Linked DNA regions of Zea mays: region 2 is linked to region 1. A link is a contact called in public Hi-C data. All regions are on one chromosome and are shown on one strand. Each heading gives the region's core, a stretch centred on a gene start, on an enhancer-like site or on the middle of the called end of the contact. The rest is flanking DNA. Distances are from core to core; before and after follow the strand shown.

Region 1 (5,074 bases), core at 1,159-3,658:
ATTCCAACCAATGGTTGTATCAACATCTAGAATGTGATGTTTTAATCACCTAGCAGTAACTACACACACTTATATTAGGATCTGAAGGTTCAGCAAAAAAACTATACTCGTTGCCAAATATATCACAATTCTCAGTTTTCAATACCGATACTTTTGCATATGCTTAAAGAAGGTTAAGGGTGTTGGTGTGTCAATCTAGAATGACTGCACCAGTGAAATGTTGGGTTTAATTTAAAACTGTTTATCCATGTTGCCTTATATTCTTTTACCGATGGGACACAATGGGCAAAATTTCTATTGTTCATTCGAAGAGGCCGAAAACAAAACAAAGGATAACATGGCACTGGTGCAAGGCAATGAATAGTACTACCAAACTACCAACCCGTCCATGAATATTCAGTTGCAATAAGCAAACAAACAAATCAACATCAGCCGGTCAGAAAGGCTGCTGAGTGCTGAGCTCCTCAAATTGTGGAATGATACATGGTATGGTAGTCACATGTACAGTAGTGCACCACTACCTAGTCCAGCAATTCAGCAGGCAGCACAAGAGCTCATTCAGATTAGGGCGATAAAAAGCAGGTGAGGACAGAGGAAAGGACGAGATGGCGAGGGAAGGAGGGGAAGTGGGAACGTACCTTCGCGGATCTTCTCGAGCGCGACGAGCATGGCCTTCCGCTTGGTCTTGCGCAGCCACTGCGGTGCGGAGCGAACAACAGCCGGCGGGGGTCAGCTAAGCGAACAGCAGCAAAGCAGTAGTGAGGCGAGAAGAATGCCCCGTGCGGGCGGGACTCTGTCACCTTGGCGAAGCGCGAGAGGGAGCGCTCGACGAGGAAGCAGGCAGCGACCATGAGCGTGGTGACGGTTGCCACGGACCAGGTGGGCGTCTCCGCCAGCGACCGCCCCTGCTCCGCCGCCATCCCGCCCCGCTCAGCTCACCGCCGGATCACTCGGCTCCCGCCACCTTCAGTTCCAGCTCTGATCTGCCCTGATATCTGGATTTGCGCGATGGTATTATTGGGATTTGGAAGCGGCGAGGAAGTGGTGAGGCCGGAGTAGTTAATGCGGATCGAGGCGGAGGGGAGGTGGGTGGGCATGAGGATACCTGAGAGCAAGGACAGCGACGTTGAGGATGCCGGTGATGTAGGCGGCTGCGCCACCAAACCCTAGACCCTAATCTCCATGGTAGAGGCGAACGCAGAGCGAGACAAAAGAAGACGCGTACCAGAGAGATGGGGAGGCCGAGGTCCAGTTCCCACCGACGCCGCAGTCGGTGCCGCCCTTGCTCGCGTCGTAGAGGAGAGAAGTGGTGGAGTTAGGACGTGGCTGTGGACCTCTCACCACCACCAACCCGAGTGGCCGAGAGCGAGCCGCGTCGAGATCATGGTGGCGGCCCAACGACCGTGTCCGGCGCGATCTGGTGAAGCCGAGCAGGTTGGGGAAGAAGCGAGACGAGAGGGACGGAGAGAGAGGGAGGGGGAGAGGGCGGCGGCGTCGGTTCCAGAGAGGGAGAGGTTGCTCGTGGCGTCGGTTCCAGAGAGGGAGGACACACGCGGGCGGATGGATTGCGAGCGGCTAGCGCGGGCGACTACCGTGACACGGACGGTCGAGATCGATTAACGACAACACGGACGGTCGAGATCGATTAACGGCAGAACGGCAGAACGAGGGAGGCAGACTACTATTGCTTACTTAATAAGTAGTACAGATATTCAGGCAATGATATGACGAAAATACAGCATGTATGCATGATCATGGCAGGATTGCCGGCCGGAACAACCTGAAAGAGTGAGCTGGGTGAAGGGACCCAATATATAGTGGCCATGCATGACAGCCAAAGCCAACTCCATTTCCATGTCGCCGGCACAGCTTACACTGGATCCAATCCTCAGCAGCAGGACCCGGCCGGACAGAAATCATGGATGGAACACCCAATTTACATGGACCATGCATGTCGTATGCACAAAAAAAGGGACTAAAGTCTAAAGAGAGGGTGTTTGTTCGAAAAAAATAAAAGAAGGAAATCTTATATTTCATTGCAATATAGTAGATTAATAGTAGTAGTAGTAATATTGATAATGGTATGATCTTACACTCCATATTTAGCAACAAGCAATTAAGCATTGGCATAGTACAAAGCCCAAATCTCTGGACATTTATAGCCCCGGATCAAAGAAAGGCAATGCAGGAATTACATGTATTGATCTTTTAGGAAGAATACTTGTAAAAAGTAGGACCTCACGTGCTTTCCTTTGTGTGGTCACGTGACAGCCTTCCTCTCCCGGCGAGGCAACTCCGCGGCTCCGCCCCCTAATTCCGCGCCAATCTTTAACCCCCTCTCCCCTTCCCCTCCGATAAACCCCGGAGGAGACTCGACTATTTCTACTCAGATCCCTGAAGAACACAACAATTCCATGCACGTCCTTCCGTGGTGCAGCTCCGAGCTGGAAACTTTCCAATTGGGCCTCTAAAACAATCTGCTGCCCGTGAAGTTGAAGCCCCCGGACCTCTCTCTCTCTCTCTCTCCCTCCCTTCCATCCAGGCTGCCACGCCGCCTCCACCTTACCGGCCGGCCGGAGATAAGAAGACCCTGATGCGGCTGCGGCCGCAGCGGCCGGAGGCCTGAGGTTGCTTGGTTGGATATGGGTGGAGTGACTTCGTCCGTGGCCTCTAAGATGGCCTTCTTCCCTCCCGACCCGCCGTCTTACGGCGTGGTGGACGAGGAGGACGAGGACGCGGCGTGCAACAAGGTGGCAACAACGAGGAGGGTGGCGATGACGGGCGTGCGGTGGAGCGTGGGCGTGGAGGCGAGGCGGGTGCGCACGCGGCGGGGCTCCGACATCATCGCCGTCTACGTGCGGCACCCCGGGGCTAGCCTCACCCTCCTCTTCTCCCACGGCAACGCCGCCGACCTCGGCAAGATGTACGGCATCTTCGTCGAGCTCAGCGAACGACTCCACGTCAACCTCATGGGGTGAGTGATGATGAAGCTCTGTCAGTGTGGTTGACTGCTTTCTCCGGCGATGCTTTTGACTTGGTTGGACGGAACCAAGATAGATTACTGCTTTATTTTTAGTTATTTCTGGAATGGAATGGATGATGATCTTGTGAAAAGAAACGAATTTTTTTTCCCGGGGAACAAATGGTCTTCTGAAAACTTATTATTGGGTTTTCTGCCTGAGTGATGAATTGAACATGATGAACGTAGTGATCATACATGTCCTTCTACTGTTATTGAGCTGGGCAATCATGTGCTGCTACTTCGATTCGCATCCATTGCTTTGATTAGCTTATAGTATATTTGATTTGAATGGGTAGTAGGGTTCGATTTCTTATTAAAGATTTATCATGCGCAATTGATACTCCTGATTCTTTTGCACTTGATACCCCTTATTTTTTAGGAACATCAGATTTTTGTCTGATTGATGAGAGAGGGGTGCGGCATGCTATTTGGCTAAGATTTTGTTTGCCATATATATATATATATATATATATATATATATATATATATATATATATATATATATATATATATATATATATATATATATTAGGTTGGTGCAACTGATGTAAATTTTGTTGGTGCTGTTACTGCTGCAGAAAATTCCATATTTTTTTTCTTACAATCATTTTACAATCGATTTAATGCCAATCTGACAATCCTCCACTTGTAAAAATATCGTGTTTGATTTTTCTTTCTTTTTTTTGTCTTTTGTCTCCGTTTGAGGTGGAGATGTTATGGCCACTTTTTTTTTGGGTAGGATAGAGTAGCTCTATTTTTCTGCAGTCATCTGTTTGGTTTGGCCGATGAGCGATGCAAAAGTTAGCCCATCTTTTTCTTGAAAGTGCCATGCATGTTCAAAGGTACTCAATACGGTTTTGTGGTTATTTAATTTTTACTAGGCACTGCAGATAGACAGCTAATCATTGGACAACAGTCAGAGAGTAGAGCACTAAGGTTTGCTTGATTAGCCTACACGATCTGCACTGTTCGTTGGAGCTGTAAAATTTCAATTTTCTCAATCATGTGAACAGCATTTTGACCTTTCATTGGAACTGTTTTTCCCTGCTGGAGCAGTAGCATGTTTTAAAATCTAATTGCTGTTTGGCTTAACTATTTGGCTACACAACGACACCACAAGTTCTTTTTACTGTCTTGAATTAATAAGTACAATTGAGTACCACACTACCTGTGGAGTGGGCAAGAGGGATTTTCAGAGAAGAGGGTGGGGTTAGATGCAGGAGCGTGAAGAAAAGGAGGGAGCAATGAGACAAAAGACAAAGAGAGTGGTCCAGGGGTTTGTTTGCCCATCAAAGTGAGTGACGTGTAGGAGCTGTCGACAGAACTGTGTCTCTAGATTGATTAAAAAGATATATAGTCTCTACACGACATTTTAATAAGATGGTTAAAAATAGTTAATGAAACACAATATTATTTTGGAGGGGCAAGTAGCTCCAACTTTAGAATACCAAAGTCCAAGACAGCTGATGTGCATCCTGTATCAACTATTAACATTGTTCTGTTGTAGTATGATCATAAATTTTGTTCTATTTCATTTCGATCGCTCACATCTTATTGTAGACTCTTGTATGTACATGTAGAACAAACATTTATATTTTCTTTGCTACACTCCTAATTTTCTTTAGATGCATAATAAAAATATGTAATGACATACGTTTTGGAGCGGAGTGAGTATGTTTTACTAGTGTATTACTATTAATGTGAATATTTTTTTTTTGGATATGGACATTTTTATTGACATGAAAAGATGTTGTCAGGCTATCTGTTTTTTTAGTTCTTGTTGAGCCATGTAAATAGCTCTAGCAAATTCGCTGTCATCTATTCTTGATGATTGAAGTCGCCTGCCTTAGAATAACTCCATCATTCTTCCGCAGGTATGATTACTCTGGTTATGGGCAGTCATCAGGCAAGGTATTTATATGTCCCTTTCTGAAACTAATGCTCTTACCATGTCACCTTCAGTCGAGGGGTGCCTCACAACATTATTCTAAGCCTTTCTTGCTGTTCTGTTAAAAAAAACCCTTTCTTGTCCCGTTTCAAAAAAAAGCCTTT
Region 2 (5,811 bases), core at 848-3,347, 320 kb before region 1:
AAATTTTACAACAAACAGAGTTTTAAATATTGCAAGCTACTGGGTTGACTGGTTGGCAGGCAAATCATATCGCATATTTTTGGGCTGATAAAAAAAATAAATACCATATTTATTGAAAATATATTGGTGATAATGTAAACCCGCTAACATTGTCTCCTTTTCACTCCCATATCTTCATTTTTTTACTACTAAGCTCGACCAAGAGAAGAGAACAACCTATATCTTAATTAAAAGAATAAGAAGGGTCGTGGTCCCTATTTTTACAGAAACTCTATGATCAGTTAGCAAGTCAGAACCTTAATCTAAACACCAGCAGTAGTATCTTTAATGATGGGCACATCCAAGGTTAGCTATCCACATTGAGTTTTGTGCTTCGTATCATGCAGTGTCAGGTTCGTCATCCATTACCAGATTTCAGACAACGATGTTCAATATGCATTGACATGTGTCGAGGTACGCAAAAAGTTTACATGCACTGATCTGCCATGACTTGGTGCATTCCCTTCCTTTTGTTGTGTGCCTTGCAATATGAGAAATAAAATAATATATATGGTAGTAACACTTTAAAGCAGACACAATAATCAAAAGTCATGGCTACAATGAATGGATCAGAAAGTGTATTTGCAACGTGCAAGGGTGACAAAAATATGAGCACTCTAATGCACCACCCTTTTGGTAACTGGAATGATACAGTGAGGTACGTTATCTAAATGCCACACTTTAGGTAATACAAGTTAAACAACTAAAAATCTTGAAGTTTATATCTATTTATTTTTTATTGATGCATAATGTATTCTCCAATTAGGCAACGATATAGACACTTAGACTCTTTGATGTACCGTGTTGCGCACACTGCATCTCATCGATTCTTTTCTCATTTGCGTTGCTACAGTCGCTATTTCGCAAGATCGTCGTGGCCCTATCGGGAACGGAGATGCTCTTAGCGAAGCTGGAGGACCGACCAATCCAACTAGCAGCAGCAGGCGGGGAGTGGATGCGCCTGCTAGAAGAGTGCTAGCTCCGCGCATACGCTCGCTCGACAAACGTGTGTTGTTAACTATTGTATATAGTGTTATAATTACTGTCCTTTATTCCTGATGTTTGTTTTGTAGTTGAAACTCACATTGTTTTTTCATTTCCATCTTGATTTTGTATGCCGTGATCACGAAAGACCAAATGTTTTCTTGCGGTTTCTAAAAATATAGCTCTCTATTGTTGTGATTGTGTGCCGTCGCATCGCACGGGCAATGACCTAGTATGCCAATAATTTGTTCATTACTACTTTTTTACATGGTCACTCCTATTTGCCATCGGCGCACAACCATTGTCGAAAGCTGCAAATTAATTCTATCGAAACTAGGTATGCTTTTCTCAGTATACTACACAAAGTAATTCTATTCATATTATGTACTGGTTTCCATAAATATATTAATGCCTACATATTGCTTATATAGATCTGCAATATCAGGTTGCTTACTGTCTATATACATAGATCGTTGTTTTAACATATTGCTAAAAGACTCGCGTACTAGTAACAAAATAAAAACCATGACTTGTTTACGCAACTAAAGAAGAGGAATCTAGAATATGTACTTTTTTTTGCAAAATAAAAAAATAAATTGCTACGAGGATATATTATTTTGTGTATAATAAGGGAATTTGTTGGGTGAGTGAGATGGTAACGAGATAGGGGAATGTTCTAGCGGCGGCGAGGCGGTTGATATTTTGGAGGCCGGCTGGAGAGAGACGCGGTTGGCATTCCTCTTCCCTTCACTTCTCTTTTCTCGATAGAAGACGCGACAGCAGTGGTGTCAAAGGTAGGCCGCGAAGAAGAGAAGAGAATGGATGTCAAGGAAGGAGCTGCGGCGTAGCCGTGCGGCAGCAGCGGGGATCACAAATTTGCAAGCTGGTCGCTGCGGTCGTCTCGCGGGCCGTGGGCCGTGGGGTAGAGAACTAGAGATAGGCTGGATCAGAAGGCGTGCACGGGGCCAGGCCGTAAATAATACCCTACACCTACAATTGGGCCAGGCCACATAAGCGTGCCCGGGGCACCGCCCATTGACACATCATTGAGCGCAACGCGGTCGTGATTGCGAGTGAATCCGTGGTGTCCAACTCCCAAGCCCCTACCGGCAACCCTAGCGAGGCGATGGGGAAGGCGGAGGCGAGGTCAAGGGGGCGCGGCGGCGGCGGCGGCGGCGGAGGCGCCAGCGGCAATCCGGGGTATCAACTCCTGGCTTCCACCCCCACCCCCCCTCTCTTGGCTTATTTACGTTCTCGATCTCGATTAAGCGGTCTTATTGCTTGGCCTTCGGTTTTGGGATTTTCAGGAAGATCTTCGTCGGAGGGCTCCCGCGGGACACCACGGATGGTACGTCGATCGGTTCCTTCGTTTTGTGCTTCGTAGCGTTCGATGCTTGTGCTGATTCCCGCGGATTGGAAGATGAGATCGCGATTCCGTTTATACAACTTAAGTTTCTCTCTCTCTCTCTCTCTCTCTGGTCGGGGCGTTGGTCGGGGTGGGGCGTGGTGGACGGTATGTTATTCACTTTTGTTTTTCACTGCACTTCTATGGCTGTACTGTGCCTCGTCATATTTTGTTAGTTGCATGAAAATTTACAGTGGTGGTTTGTGCTCAGTATGGATTCTGGTCTGTGCTGTGGCCTGTAACTAATGCGAGCTGAGCTGTATGCAATGCACCGGCACAATGATTTTTTATGCTTCTGTTATGTGACAACTAATCTGTTTTAGTTGCTACAGGCACTTTTAGTATATATGCAGCTATATGCCTGATTAAGATCTTCATGTGCCCGTAGTATGTTCCATTGCCAATAATTGTAATGAGTAACGCCCAACTACGCAGATCAGTAACCTCCGACAAAAACACATGTTAATTGGTAGGAAGATAAGTTTTTTTTACCTAATCTTTGCCAATAAATCTGCTCACTAGTGTTGCAACTAGCGACATGCCAGTTTTAGTTTTTACATAATTAGGCAACTGAAACATGGGGAGTACTCGTAGTTTATAGAGCAGGGCATGATGCAGCACTGTGGAAGTTAGTGTTTTGGCATTTGTGCCATTTTCCTTTTTTTTTTCTATATTTCATTTGTTCATCAATCAGATGTGTGGAGCTACTGGTGAAATGCAGGATTAATAGATTCTCATATTGTCTCTGTTTTCGTTCTACTGATTTCGTGCTGCTGTTTCCTTCTACAGCTACATTTGTGAGGCATTTTGGACAGTATGGAGAAATAGTTGATTCGGTGATAATGAAGGATAGGCACACATCTCAGCCACGGGGTTTTGGCTTCATTACATACTCTGACCCTGCTGTTGTTGATAAAGTGATAGAGGACAATCATGTTATCAATGGAAAGCAAGTAAGTTTTGTTTCTCAGCAAGTCGGTATCGTCACTTAGGAGTTAAATTGCTCTATTTGTTAATTCTTCGCGTTAGTTCTTAAAGATGTTTTGTTGATACCTGCAAGTTAGGTTTTCAGTGTGAACATAACAAAGTCTGGATACAACACCAATTGTTGTATCATGTTGATGCTTTGTTAAAATTAATGTGGATAGGCTTTCGATTTATATGTCCATTAGCGCTTATCACTTCTATATGAATTGTTAGATTTTTGGTTAGCAAGTTACGAATGCATTTTAAAAAAAAACATTTGTGTTGCTTTGGTGACTATATGTTTATCTGTTGTTTGCTTTGTTAGTTCAAGCAATTGGCATGTTTATTGTCTTGCTGTGCTGGATTTACAAACTACCAATGGTGTTTCTCATTCAATTTAGGATCAGGTTTACTACTCTGTTAAGTTGCTCATGTTATTTAATGTAGATATTGCATATGTGATTTCAGAATCATTATTTATCCATCTGAAGTTTCATTTGTGTCATACCTAATGCATCACCTATTTTCACAGCTGACAGTTACTTAGTAGTACTTCCCTATTGCTTTACTCCGCAGGTTGAAATTAAGAGAACCATACCAAAAGGTTCGGTGCAATCTAGCTCTAAGGATTTCAAGACTAAAAAGATATTTGTTGGTGGGCTTCCGTCAACACTAACAGAAGGTAATATCAGTATGACATATGATGGATCAGCTTTGTGTTACATCAATTTTGCCCTGATGATTGTTCTGTTTGTTAACCTTGATCAGACGAATTCAAGAGTTTCTTTGCAAGATATGGGACTGTGGTGGACCACCAGATTATGTTTGATCATGAAACCAAACGTTCCCGAGGCTTTGGATTTATAGTTTTTGCTTCTGAGCAAGTTGTAGATGATTTGTTAGCAAATGGAAATATGGTTGACCTTGCTGGTTCAAAGGTGAGTCTGAAGTTCATTATAGAAATGACACCAATGGTTGTCTCCTCCATTGTGGATCTATGGTGTAAAATATGTAAAGTAGTGTTTTGCATTCTTCTATTCCAAGTCATCTGTTGTGCTAATTTCATGGAGCATCATGCTTAATTAATAGGAAGGCCCCATAGGTTATTTGACAGGGCTTAGGTCATTTGCTTTGTTTGTTGTAGGTGGAGATCAAGAAAGCAGAACCAAAGAAATCCTCCAATGCACCGCCACCACCAGTGCATGTTAGAAATGCTAGGTCAGCATATGATAGCGGCTCTAGAGACCACCCTTCAGCTGACAACTATGGTGGAATGGCCAGTGCTTATGGAAACTACAGGGGTGGTGGATTTGGTCCTTATAGGAGCGATACAGGATTTGGTGCTAGGCTCAGCAGCTATGGTGGGGTAGGTGATTTTGGTGGTGCATATGGTCGTTACTATGCAGGATTAGGAGGGGGATATGGAGCCGCGTCTTCGTTTGGTTATCCTGGTCGCTTTGGGTTATATGGAGGAGGTTTTGGTGGATCTTATGCTGGTGCTGACTTAAGTGGCTATAGACGCGGTGGAGGTGATGAGAGCTTCGGTGCCCCTGGTGGTAATCCTGGGTTTGGTGGTGATGCTGAAGAGAGCTTTGGTGGCCCTAGTAGTTCTGGCTTTAGTGGCACCGCCTATGGTGGGGCATATGATCCTACGCTAGGTGGTTATGGATCTGCTAGCACACCTGACATGAATAGGGGAAGCTTCACTGGAGGATATGGACGATATCACCCATATGGATAACAAGAAGAGCCCTTGAAGGCTTAACACTTGCATGCACGTTTGCTGCCCGTCATTGGAGAACACCCACCATTTCTGGACAATATCCAGCTGCCTGAAGCTTCAAGAACAACTTAATGTCATGTGTACATGTTTTCTCGTTCCCGTGAGCTTTAACTTATATATCCTATAGCATGTAGTGTGATCCAGAGTAGACGTTGTATCGAAGGTTATTGTGTTTGGCATAATATAGAATTCTGGTATACTTTGTAGTAGTTTTTAAGCTTCTATGTAAGCATACTCCATCTGGGAGCAGATTAGCTGTGTGAACGCTAGGAGGGCCGGTCTCTACCACTTAGCATTGTACCTGATCAAGTTATTCACTCTTTTGGTTTACCCATTGAGAGCATTGTCCGTGATGTCCTCCTTGGTTCACCTAGTATTAGCTGCCCTTAGCTGGGGTTGAGTAGATTATGAGATAATGGCATTTGTGCTCTAGCTTAAGTTTATCTTCATTAGCTGGTCTGTTTGGTTTTAAGATAGCTAGAGTTTAGCAGATAATCATTATCTAGGTGAAACTAAACCAAAGAGCACCTTAGCTTCATCTGTGATCACTAGCAATTGATGCCTGAACCGCGCTGATGATTCTCGTATTTACTCATAACTGCTATCTTTTTTCTATGACTTTTGCGAGGTTTGG

The links. A called contact is a pair of places that touch in the nucleus more often than the background predicts.
Region 2: a Hi-C map of bundle sheath shows a contact between it and region 1, with 2.9 times the contacts expected there. The contact joins the promoter of LOC100217268 here to the promoter of LOC100284035 in region 1. A contact is called at or near these places in 2 of 25 Hi-C or Micro-C datasets (bundle sheath and ear).

What each region holds. Positions count from the first base shown.
Region 1 is chr4:203,491,520-203,496,593 of Zm-B73-REFERENCE-NAM-5.0, reverse strand. It overlaps LOC100284035, which reads left to right and starts at 2,408. Exons shown (of 6, transcript NM_001156933.2): 1 at 2,408-2,974; 2 at 4,897-4,933. The coding sequence starts at 2,643.
Region 2 is chr4:203,808,169-203,813,979 of Zm-B73-REFERENCE-NAM-5.0, reverse strand. It overlaps LOC100217268, which reads left to right and starts at 2,097. Exons shown (of 6, transcript NM_001143620.1): 1 at 2,097-2,223; 2 at 2,331-2,371; 3 at 3,218-3,381; 4 at 3,971-4,076; 5 at 4,163-4,332; 6 at 4,539-5,529. The coding sequence starts at 2,150. The coding sequence ends at 5,135.